3 separate regions of the Mus musculus genome follow, and all the other regions are linked to region 1. A link is a contact called in public Hi-C and HiChIP or PLAC-seq data. All regions are on one chromosome and are shown on one strand. The core of a region is the stretch at or near the end of the contact, and the rest is flanking DNA. Distances in the headings are between cores, read along the strand shown.

Region 1 (3,918 bases), core at 264-2,763:
AGGAAAGTTAAAATAAAAAAGACCCTTTATGAGACTATAATTACCCATTCCCCCCTTCCTCCTTTAAACATTTCCATATACCTCTCCTCACTATTCTCTTTTGAATTCTTGACTGCTTTTTTTTTTCTCAAACCACTTTTTAAATCAATGGCACATGGGCTAGAGAGAAGGTTCAGCAGTGAAGACCACTGGCTGCTCTTCCACAGGACCTGGGTTCAATTGTTAGCACACAGAGAGCAGCTAACACTGTAACTCCAGTTCTGGCAGATATGTTACCCTTCACAAAGACATACTTATCAGCAAAACAAAAACACATACAAAATCTTTTTTAAAAAAAAAACTAAAAGAAGAAAAGCAAAAAATAATAATTATTAAAAGCCAGGTGGTAGCTGAGCACACCTTTAATCTCACCACTTGGGAGTCAGCTAGAACCGAGTACAAGCCAGCCTGTTTTACAGAGTGAGTTCCAGGACAGTCAGTGATATAAACATATATGTACACAGAGAAACCCTGTCTTGAAAACCCTTAAAATGGAAAATTAAAGTCTAATTGAGCCTATGGTTTAAAAGGATTAGAGTCAATAAGGTGGAGCAAAGGCATGGAGGCAGGAACAGTGGAGAGTGCACATCTTGATCTTCACATAGGAAGCAAAGAGACACCATGGGAATGACAAGTCTTTTTAAACCTCAAATACTGTCCACAACCCTTCCAACAGGGCCACACCTCCTAATCCTTCCAAAATAGTTGCACCAACTATTGACCAAGCTTATGGGAGCCATTCTCATTCAGAATACCACACATGTACACACATGCAAAACACAAAGAATCATGCAAGGAAAGAAACCCCATAGCTCAGACACTTGAGGGGCAAAAGTAAAGGAATCCTAAACCATACGGCGAGCTCGAGGTTTGCTCATGTTACATGACACTGCCTCTCAAAAGAAATAAAACCAAAGGACTTGAGACAAGGCTTAGCAGTTAAGACCAAAGCTGCTCTTCCAGAGGACCCAGGTTCAATTCCCAACACCCACATGGCAGTTCACAACTGACAATCCAGTTCCAGCGATCCAACACCCTCTTCTGGCCTCTGAGGTAACTACATGCTTCTGGTACACATTCAAGCAAAACAAACCAACATACATACATACATACATACATACATACATACATATATAAATACATGCAAAACAAGCTCCCTGACTGTCTAGGTAAGGAAAGTATATGACTGGAATCCTAGCACTCAGGAGGCTGACCCTGATCACAGGGAGCTCAAGGTAGCTTAGACTGTGTGACAAAACCATTTATCAAGTAAGTAAATAAGGCTATATGACTAAACAGAAGGGACTTGGGAATGAAAATATTACCAACTGAAAAAAACAGACAATTTGTTCATAGAATTTTAAGAAATTCCTTAATGAATTTCAGTGTTTCATGCCCTTCCCCCATCCTTGAGCAGGGTCACAGACCTTGAGTGCTTGCTACAATGGGTTTTATGACCTAGGTGGAGTTGTTTGCCTTGCTGCACCTGCAGATTCCCACAGGAACTTAGAGGGAATAGACTGCATGCTGAGCTTGCTTTGCAACACAATCCAGCTGAAAGGATGGGTTTTGTGGTCTTCCCTTTATAAGCTGGAGCTGCAGAATTAAACTTTGAAGCTTGATCAGAACCCGTGATGGCTCTATGCATAATTTTAAACTATTTTAATTCTTTTTATTTCAGGCTTTCTTTACCATATACCAAAGCCAACCTCCAATGACACACATGTAGCCATATGAAGTTTTATTGTTGGGAAAGTTTTTAATCTGCCACAGTACTATTATATAATTTCGTAAATGATTCATAAAGTATTGGTTTCCCCAGAGATAAGGTCATGTTAGTGATCCCATCTCAAGGGATGGTTTCTTAACCATTATTCTTATTTAAGATCTTAGCCTAGACTATCAGGAACAACTCATAAATTAGAAAATGGGATAGAAAACATAAAACAAATAAGTTGCCAAGAGAACTATGGCTCAATATTTTCTTCTGGCCAAGAGTTCCACAACCTGTTCCAAGAGACCTCCTTATTTTGAAGTATATTGCCTCTGTCTGTGAAACTTGTCACATAGATTCTACAGGGTTTGGTGTGGCACATGTCTTTTTACAGAAATTGGACCCTAATACAATCAGGGTCTGGCTATGGCTGTTGCCTTGCAGGGGATTACAGTATAAGCAATGCTTTCACAGCAACGATGAGATAAGGAATGTTTTAATTATTGGGGGATAGGTCATTTAAGGAAAGACTGTCCAAAAAAATAGAGGCATAGACAGGCTGCAGAATCACTCCCCTAGAATCTGTCCTCCATGCAGGAAGGGTAATCATTGGGCCAGACCTCAGGAAATAGACCCAGATTAAGAAGCATTTACATTTGAGTTAAGGCAAAGCTCATGGTGGGCTCAGTGGAGGCTTATGTGGCATTCCTTTTGTCTTTGTCATCCTGACTAGTCCCTAGAAAAGTGTTTACCAGACCTGCTGACAAAAGAATTGCTCAACTTGCTTTAGTTCTCTTGTATCCCCTCTCTCCCAAATTTGTTAAGAGTGAGAGGGGACAAAGTGGCTTTGGTTCCTCTGATGTGTACTGGGTTCAATGTATTACCAGTAAGAGATCTAACCTTAAATTAATGAAGAAGAAAAAAAGGTTTGAAGGATTGATAGACACTGGAAGCTGATGTGCTAACTCACCTCCAAGGGATTGGTTATTCTAATAATCTAAAACAAAGTTCCAAACTTAAGATTTATGAAAGATTAATGAAACTAGAGACTTATAAAGGCATTACAACCTGGCTTACCTACACCAGCTGCCTTTCAAAAATATAGTTAAAAGATTATTATAAATTTAAAACATAGTTTTTATACTATTCCTCTGATTCCTGATGATTATAAAGGGTTTGCTTTTAGAGAACTTGTAATTTTAAGGTACCCATGAAGTGATAGATATCATTGGAAAGTTTTGCCTCAAGGAATGTTTAACCACCCCATATTATGTTAAAAAAAAAATTTCTTTCTGCTTCAGTACAAGAAGTTAGAACTTTGAATCTTTCATGGTACATTATTCATTATATGGAGGGTGTTTTATTAGCTGATCTTTCTGAAGGCATTTTACTACAAGCCTTTGGTCTTATACAATGAGCATTAAAATTTTAGGGAATAGTTGTTACTCCAGAAAAGATTCTAAGACAGTATACTTTTCAATATTTGGGACACAAGTTCTTTCCTGAACAAATTGTGGCACAGAAAATTCAAATAAGAAAAAGCCGTTTACTTACTTTAAAAAGCTTCTAGGAGATGTTAATTGGCTAAGACCTCATCTTAAGCTTACCCCAGGAAAACTTAAACCTCTGTTTGATATTCTCCAGGGGTATACAAATTCTAATTCCCCTGGACAATTAACTGATGAGGGACAAATAGCTTAGCAGAAAGTAGAAGAATCTATTAGCCAACAACAGATACATTATATAGACTATGAGCAATTGTTGGCTGTTAGGGTTACTGCTACTCTCATGCCCACAGCAATTCTTTGGCAAAGGGGATCATTAATGTAGATTCATCTTTCTTCATCTCCAAGAAAAGTTTCAATAGCCTATTATGAAACCATTCTTGTGTTAATACAGAATTGTAGGATAGAATCATGAAAGTATTTTGGAAATGATGTCATAAGAACCTGATAAAATGTTTATCCTTTATTCCAAACAGCAATTACACTGGTTATTTGAGAATACTGATATTTGGCCTATTGCATGCACAAATGTTTCAGGCAAATTGACCAGTTCTTACAATTTGCCTCTATGTGCCGGGCGTGGTGGTGCATGCCTTTAATCAGGGAAACCCTGTCTCAAAAAACCAAAAAAAAAAAAAAAAAAAGAAAGCCTCTATGCAT
Region 2 (3,372 bases), core at 537-3,036, 370 kb before region 1:
AATGCTCTCTTCTGGTGTGTCTGAAGACAGCTACAGTGTACTTATGTATAATAAAAAATAAATCTTTAAAAAAAATCATATGGACCTGGGACTGGTGAGATGGCTCAATGGTGGCAGAGCACACCTTTAATCCCACCTCTTGGGAGACAGAGTCAGCCAGAACTGAGCACAAGCCAGCCTGGTTAACAGAGTGAGTTCAAGGACAGTCAGGGTTATGTACATATATGTACACAGAGAAACCCTGTCTAGATTAACCTTAAAATGGAAAATTAGAGATAATTGAGCTTATGGTTTAAAAGGATTAGAATCAATAGAGTGGAGTAAAGGCATGGAGCAGGAACAATGAAGAGTGCACTTCTTGACCTGCACATAGGAAACAAAGAGAAAGCATGGGAATGACAAGTCTTTTTAAACCTCAAAGCCTGTCCACAGTGACACAACCCCTCCAACCAAGCCACACCTCCTAATCCTTCCAACATAGTTCCACTAACTAGTTGCCAAGTTTATGAGAGCCATTCTCATTCAGATTACCACACATGCACACAAGTGCATAGCACACAGAACCATGCAAACAAAGAAACCCTATAGCTAAGCCACTTGAGAGGCAAAAGCCTTAAAGGAATCCTAAACTATAAGGTGAGCTCAAGGCTCTCTTGGGGTACATGACACTGCCTCTCAAAAGAAATTAAACCAAAGGACTAGAGACGAGGCTTGCTAGTTAAGACCAGAGCTGCTCTTCCTGAGGACCCAGGTTCAATTCCCAGCACCCACAGGGCAGTTCACAACTGACAATACAGTTCCAGCGATCCAACACCCTCTTCTGGCCTCTGAGGTAACTACATGCTTCTGGTACACATTCAGGCAAAACAAACCAACACACACACACACACACACACACACACACACACACACACACACACACGTAAAACAAGCTCCCTGACTGTCTAGGTAAGGGATGTGTATCCTTGGAGACCCAGCACTTAGGAGGCTGTGCCTGACCACAGGGAGCTCAAGGTAGCTGAGACTGTGTGACAAAACCCTCAAGTAAGTAAATGAGGCTATATGTCTAAACAGAAGAGAATTTTCTGAGTTGGGGAATGAAAATATTACCAACTGAAAAAAGCAGGCAAAACAGAGACAATTTCTTCATAGAATTTTAAGGAATTTCACAACAAAATTCAGTGTTTTGTGCCCTTCCTTCTATCCTTCCAAAGGCTAAACAGACTGTGAGTGCTTGCCAAATTGGGTTTTATGAACTAGGTGGAGTTGTCTTTCTTGCTGCACCTGCAGTTTCCTATAGGAACTCAGAGGGAATAGACTGCATGCTGAGCTTGCTTTGCAACACAATCCAGCTGAAACAAAGGATGGGTTTTGTGGTCTTCCCTTTATAAACTGGAGCTGCAGAATTAAACTTTGAGCGTTGATCAGAAAAGCGTCTCTTGGCTCTATCCTTCTCTCACACCCCATCCTTTTTCATTTCCAGCCCCCTTTTTATGTAAACCCAGATTTCTATGGCTCCTGTACAGCTAGCTATAGGTAGCACCAAAAAAATGGGTCTGAAATCTGGGGGGTAGGGCAAACCAATGAGAAACACTGTCTTGGGTAGAGGTCCATAGAAAATAGAGGAAAAGTAACAGTATCCTGCACACTAAGAAACAAACAGCATTAATGGTAATCTTAGGTATAAAGTTTACTTTTTGGAGGCTGTTGTTGCAGGAGGTGCAGTTAAGCAGGATACAGCTAGGCTGGAGTGATGCTGACCAGATGCTGATTTCATCCAGGGGTGACAGTGCATTGGGACAGAGGAATTCTATATAGGGATATATCTGCAGCCAAGAGCTGAATTGGGTGAGAGGAGCAGGGTTTAAAAAACAGATGATAGAAAAATTCTTAGCTCAAGAAGATTTATGCTGTGCATGGCTCTGAGAGAGAGAGAGAGAGAGAGAGAGAGAGAGAGAGAGAGAGAGAGAGAGAGAGAGAGAGAGAATAGGTTTCAGAAAAGCAGTTGTCCCCTGTCTAGGATGTGTTAGCCAAAAAATGGACATAAGGTATTTCTGAGCTCTCCTAGGGACAGTTGGAAATTGGGAGATGTCCTGCTTCCTCTCTGGCTCCTATTGAAGCTATCTTTAGTCCTGGTTAAATCTAGGTCCCTTTGGGACATGCAAAAAATAGTATAAAAACAATCTTTTGAATCTATAATAATCATATCCCTATATTTTGGAAAGGCAGATGGAGTAGGTAAGCCAGTTTGTAATGCCTTCATAAGTCTCTAGCTTCATTAACCTTTCCTAAAACTTAAGTTTGGAACTTTGATTTAGAATAACCAATCTCTTGGCAGTGAGTGAGTTCATCAGCTCCAGTGTCTATTAATTCTTCAAAGCTATTTTCTTCAATTATTAATTTAAGGTGAGATCTCTTACTAGTAATAGATTGAACCCAGTATACCTCTGAGAAACCAAAGTCACCTTGTTCTCTCTTACTCTTAACAAATTTGGGAGGGGGGGATGCAAGGCAAGTAAAACAAGTTGAGTAATTCTTCTGCTAGGTCTGGTAAACACCTTGCTCAGTGCTAATCAGGATGACAAAGACAAAAGGAATGCCACATAAGCCTCCTCTGAGTCCATATATATGTGTGTGTGTGTGTGTGTGTGTGTGTATTATAATTATATATTATAATATAATTATATATATTAATTATATATATTATAATATATAATATGTGTGTGTGTGTATTTTGAATGTTTTGACTGAAGGCATGGCTAATAGCCCTATACTGTGTAAAAAAATCTTGCATCTGCTTCAATACGAGAAGTTAGGACTTTGAATCTTTCCATGTATATTATTCTTTATATGGAGTGTATTTGATTAGCTGATTCCATTGAAGGCCTTTTACTACAACCCTTTGCTCTTATACAATGAGCATTAAAATTCTGGGGAGTAGTTGTTGCTCCATAAAAGATTCAAAGACAATATTCTTTTCAATATTTGGAACATCAGTTCTTTCCAAAACAAACTGTAGCACAGAAAATTTAAATAAAAAAAGATAGTTTACTTACTTTAAAAAGCTTTTAGGAGATGTTAATTGGCTAAGACCTCCTCTTAAGCTTACCCCAGGAACTTAAGCCCCTGTTTGATATTCTCAAAGGGTATGCAAATTTTAATTCCCCTGGACAATTAACTGATGGGGGACAAGTAGCTTTGCAGAAAATAGAGGAAGCTAGTAGCCAACAACAGATACATTATATAGACTATGATCAGTTGTTGGCTGTTTGGATTATTGCTATTCATGTGCCCACAGCAATTCTTTGGCAAGGGGACCATTAATGTGGATTCATCTTTCTTCATCTCCCAGTAAAGTTTGAATAGCCTATT
Region 3 (3,562 bases), core at 345-2,844, 420 kb before region 1:
AAAGTAAATGGATCCTCAATCATATGGTGAGCTCAAGGCTAAGCTGGGGTACATGACACCACCTCTCAAAAGAAATAAAACCAAAGGACTAGAGACGAGGCTTGGCAGTTAAGACAAGAGCTTCTCTTCCAGAGGACCATGGTTCGATTCCCAGCACCCACAGGACAGTTCACAACTGACAATCCAGTTCCAAGGATTCATCGCCCTCTTTGGCCTCTGATGAAACTACATGCTTTTGGTACACATTCAGGCAAAGCATGCATACATACATGCAAAAGAAGCTCCCTGACTGACTGACTCTCTAGGTAAGGGGAGTTTATGACTGGAGACCCAGCACTAAGGAGGCTGAGCCTGACCACAGGGAGCTCAAGGTAGCTTAGACTGTGTGACAAAACCCTTTCTCAAGTAAATAAGGCAATATTGCCAAACAGAAGAGACTTTTCTGAGTTGAGGAATGAAAATATTAATAAATTAAGAAAGCAGGCAAAACAGAGACAATTTGTTCATAGAATTTTAAATAATTTCTTAATGATTTTCAGAGTTTGTGCCATTCCCCTGTGGGGCCCTGAAAAGCAGCCTGGTTTGGTTGAAAGAGGCTTGCTCTTGAGACCCAGTTGAAAATTTTACAAGGGATGGGACAGTGAGCCACGTTCCCAGGGAGGTGTCTGATACCACAGAGTCACCAACACCATAATTCTGTCACTGTCAGTCATTCAGACAAAGCCCCAAGCTCCTGGCATTCTAGCTTGACTCCACCCTCATAGTTACCTGAGTATGAGGCCTGATATGGTCCTCTCCACAGTTACCTGGCAACAAGACTGTAGCCCAGCCCACTAGAAAAGGAACTAGAGTTGCTTGGCCCTTCCTCTCTCTCTCTTAGACTCTCACCTTTCTTACTCTCATTTCTAGCTCTCCTTTCTCGTCTCTTCCCCCTCTTCTCTCCACTTGGCCATGGTCAGCCTCTCTCTCTCTCTCTCTCTCTCTCTCTCTCTCTCTCTCTCTCTCTCTCTCTCTCTCTCTCTCTCTCCTTTCTCTCTTTCTCCCTGCCTTTCTACAATAGAGATCTAAAACAGTAGACTGTCTCTGCTCATCATGGCCTGATGTGCTTGAATGATGGGGTAGGATTTCCCCTGAAGAGCCATGTCTAACTTTCTTGAAGGCCTTCCTGTGCCCTTCCTCCTCCATGGACTGTACCAAGGATTCTTGCCTGCATGGGAAACACCCAGTGCCCCTTATTCCCCTGCCTCCTTCCTTTGACCATGAGGCTGGCTGAGCCACCCTCAGGGCTCCCACTTTGTTCTCAGCATTTCCAAGGTATCAAATTCTGTTTGGGATGCCTAAGACTGAGAACCTGTTATCTCTGGACTCATTGAGGCCCAGAGACTTCAGAATGCCTGCCCTTTTTCTACACCCAGCCCTGGCAGGCTGAGTTCTATGGCTTCCCACAGGCAGACACCCACCTGGGGCCCAGTGGAAAGCTTATGGCAGTTCTCCCTATTCTGCCTGCCCAGAGCACCAGAACTCTGAGGGGACTCCTATTTCCTCCCTCTCCCTTTATTCCCCCATGCCTGCTGCCCTACATTCCCCCATCCTTGAGTAGTGAAAACAGAACTTGAATGCTTAGAACAATGGATTTTATGACCTAAGTGGAGTTGTCTGCCTTGCTGCACCTGCCATTTCCTTTAGGAACTTAGAGGGAATTGACTGGCCAGCTAAGGTTGCTTTGCAACACAATCCAGCTGAAACAAAGGATGGGTTTTGTGGTCTTTCCTTTATGAGCTGGAGCTGCAGAATTGAATTTTGAGTTTTGATCAGATCCTTCTTTTGGCTCTATCCTTCTCACACACACTATCTTTTTCCATTTCCAGAACCCCATTCAGGTAAACCCAGTTTTCCATGGGCATTGGAAATATACAGGTGATGCTGGAACAAGGGGTCTAAAATGGGTTGACCCACTGAGAAATGCTGTCTTGGGTAGAGGTCCAGAGAAAACAGAGGAAAAGTAACGGTATCCTGCACACTAAGAAACAAACAGCATTAATGGTAGCACTAGATATAAAGTTTATTTTTTGGAGGCTGTTGTTGCAGGTCATGCATTTAAGCAGGATACAGCGAGGCTGGAGTGATGCTGACCAGATGCTGATTTCACCCAGGGGCGAAAGCGCATTGGACAGGGGAATTTTATATAGGGATATATCTGTAGCCAAGAGCTCCATCAGGAGAGAGGAGCAAGGTTTGTAAAAAACAGATGTTAGAAAAATTCTTAGCTCAATTGAATTTATGCACTGAGTGTCTCAGAGAAGTAGAAAGAAAGAGAGATAAATAAAGAGAGAGAATAGGTTTCCCCAGTCCAGGACCTGTTAGCAAAATGTACATAAGCTATTTCAGAACTCTCCTAGTGACAGTTGGAAATTGCTATCCAGCTTCCTCTCTGGCTCCTACTGGAGATATCCTTAGTCCTGGTTAAATCTAGGTCCCTTTGGGACACGAAATTCTCTTCTCTCTCTGTTTATTGTCTGCCCTTGGTGCACCAATCTGTCCATGTGTGTCAATTTATGTCTATTTTCATTTCATAATTTGAATGATTGTTGTTCTATGTTTCATGTTGAAAAGGAAAAATGGTTAAAACTTTATCTCTGGCTATCCACCCCTCGATTTAATCTAACTTGTTTAGAATGCAGTCTTAATTTGCAGAGCAGAAACTAATAAGTTATCCTGCATGATAACTGGGAGTCAAGCTCAGCTGGAGACAGGGTGTTTTTCCCTTGAAATTACAGCTAGAAAGGATGAGAAAATTTTGTTTGGTCTAAATATAAAAGATGTGTGTACTACTTCATTTTTGTTTCTGAGTGGTTTTAAAGGTATAAATATGTTCGGCATGTCTTGGTTATAAAGTGTTGACTTATAAGTTATTGGGTATGATTAGAAATTTCTAATATTGCTAAGAGTAAGTTAACTTAAACCTGGTAACTCAGGGTTGGAATCATTCTAAACAACAATACTTGGCATGAGCCAACCCTATCCTATCCTAGAAACTATACTCATAAAGGATAGGATTTAAAACAGTGTCTCTTTAATGAGGTATTAAAAGCTGCTCTGTCATGCATTCATATATAAAAACTGGAAGCCAAACATTTTAAAGTGAAAGTAATACTCCTCGTATTGATTTTTAAAGAGAATGGATTGTTTACACTGTTAATAATTGGGTTTGTTTTCCAAAACTCCGGTTATGTTCTAAAATTGCAAAACAAACTTGAAAATTATAGTAATCTGCCAGTGTTCCATTGGCTGCAGTTTTCACTTCGATCACAGGCTCACTAGTTTTACCTCACCCATATTTGTAATGAAGAAAAATTCAAGCAAGTGGAGATGACTGCAAGAGTAATAAAGAGTTAAAAAGAGCTGTAGCACAGCACTGGCCTGCGGCCCCTTTTACATAAGCTTTATCAGATACAGTGATAGAAGGAAATTTGACTCACCATGATAGATAAGAAATCTCAGTGGGAGTTTATCTGGGACAAAATAAGGTCCCCATGAACCATTTCAGGTATTTTTGAAGAGA

Evidence for each region. Hi-C and Micro-C count contacts between places; a contact is called where the count stands out from the background. HiChIP or PLAC-seq counts read pairs in DNA pulled down with a chosen protein or histone mark.
Region 2: an H3K27ac HiChIP or PLAC-seq map of embryonic stem cells shows a contact between it and region 1, with 7 times the contacts expected there. The contact joins two enhancer-like sites. A contact is called at or near these places in 2 of 39 promoter capture datasets (hippocampal neurons and liver) and 2 of 115 datasets of contacts at active chromatin or transcription factors (both in embryonic stem cells).
Region 3: a Hi-C map of embryonic stem cells shows a contact between it and region 1, with 6 times the contacts expected there. The contact joins two enhancer-like sites. A contact is called at or near these places in 2 of 39 promoter capture datasets (embryonic stem cells and liver), 1 of 484 Hi-C or Micro-C datasets (embryonic stem cells), 2 of 115 datasets of contacts at active chromatin or transcription factors (acute myeloid leukemia and embryonic stem cells) and 2 of 9 other capture datasets (embryonic stem cells and macrophages).

What each region holds. Positions count from the first base shown.
Region 1 is chr9:109,175,011-109,178,928 of GRCm38.p6, reverse strand. No RefSeq gene overlaps it. Among named protein-coding and RNA genes, the nearest start is that of Fbxw21, 15 kb to the right of the region's middle. Within about 2 kb of position 1,513, at least 7 of the 459 cell types and tissues checked have an H3K27ac peak or open chromatin away from gene starts, as enhancers often do. A contact at or near this core is called in embryonic stem cells, where this site is marked.
Region 2 is chr9:109,547,780-109,551,151 of GRCm38.p6, reverse strand. No RefSeq gene overlaps it. Among named protein-coding and RNA genes, the nearest start is that of Fbxw23, 6.3 kb to the right of the region's middle. Within about 2 kb of position 1,786, at least 7 of the 459 cell types and tissues checked have an H3K27ac peak or open chromatin away from gene starts, as enhancers often do. A contact at or near this core is called in embryonic stem cells, where this site is marked.
Region 3 is chr9:109,595,488-109,599,049 of GRCm38.p6, reverse strand. No RefSeq gene overlaps it. Among named protein-coding and RNA genes, the nearest start is that of Fbxw24, 29 kb to the left of the region's middle. Within about 2 kb of position 1,594, at least 5 of the 459 cell types and tissues checked have an H3K27ac peak or open chromatin away from gene starts, as enhancers often do. A contact at or near this core is called in embryonic stem cells, where this site is marked.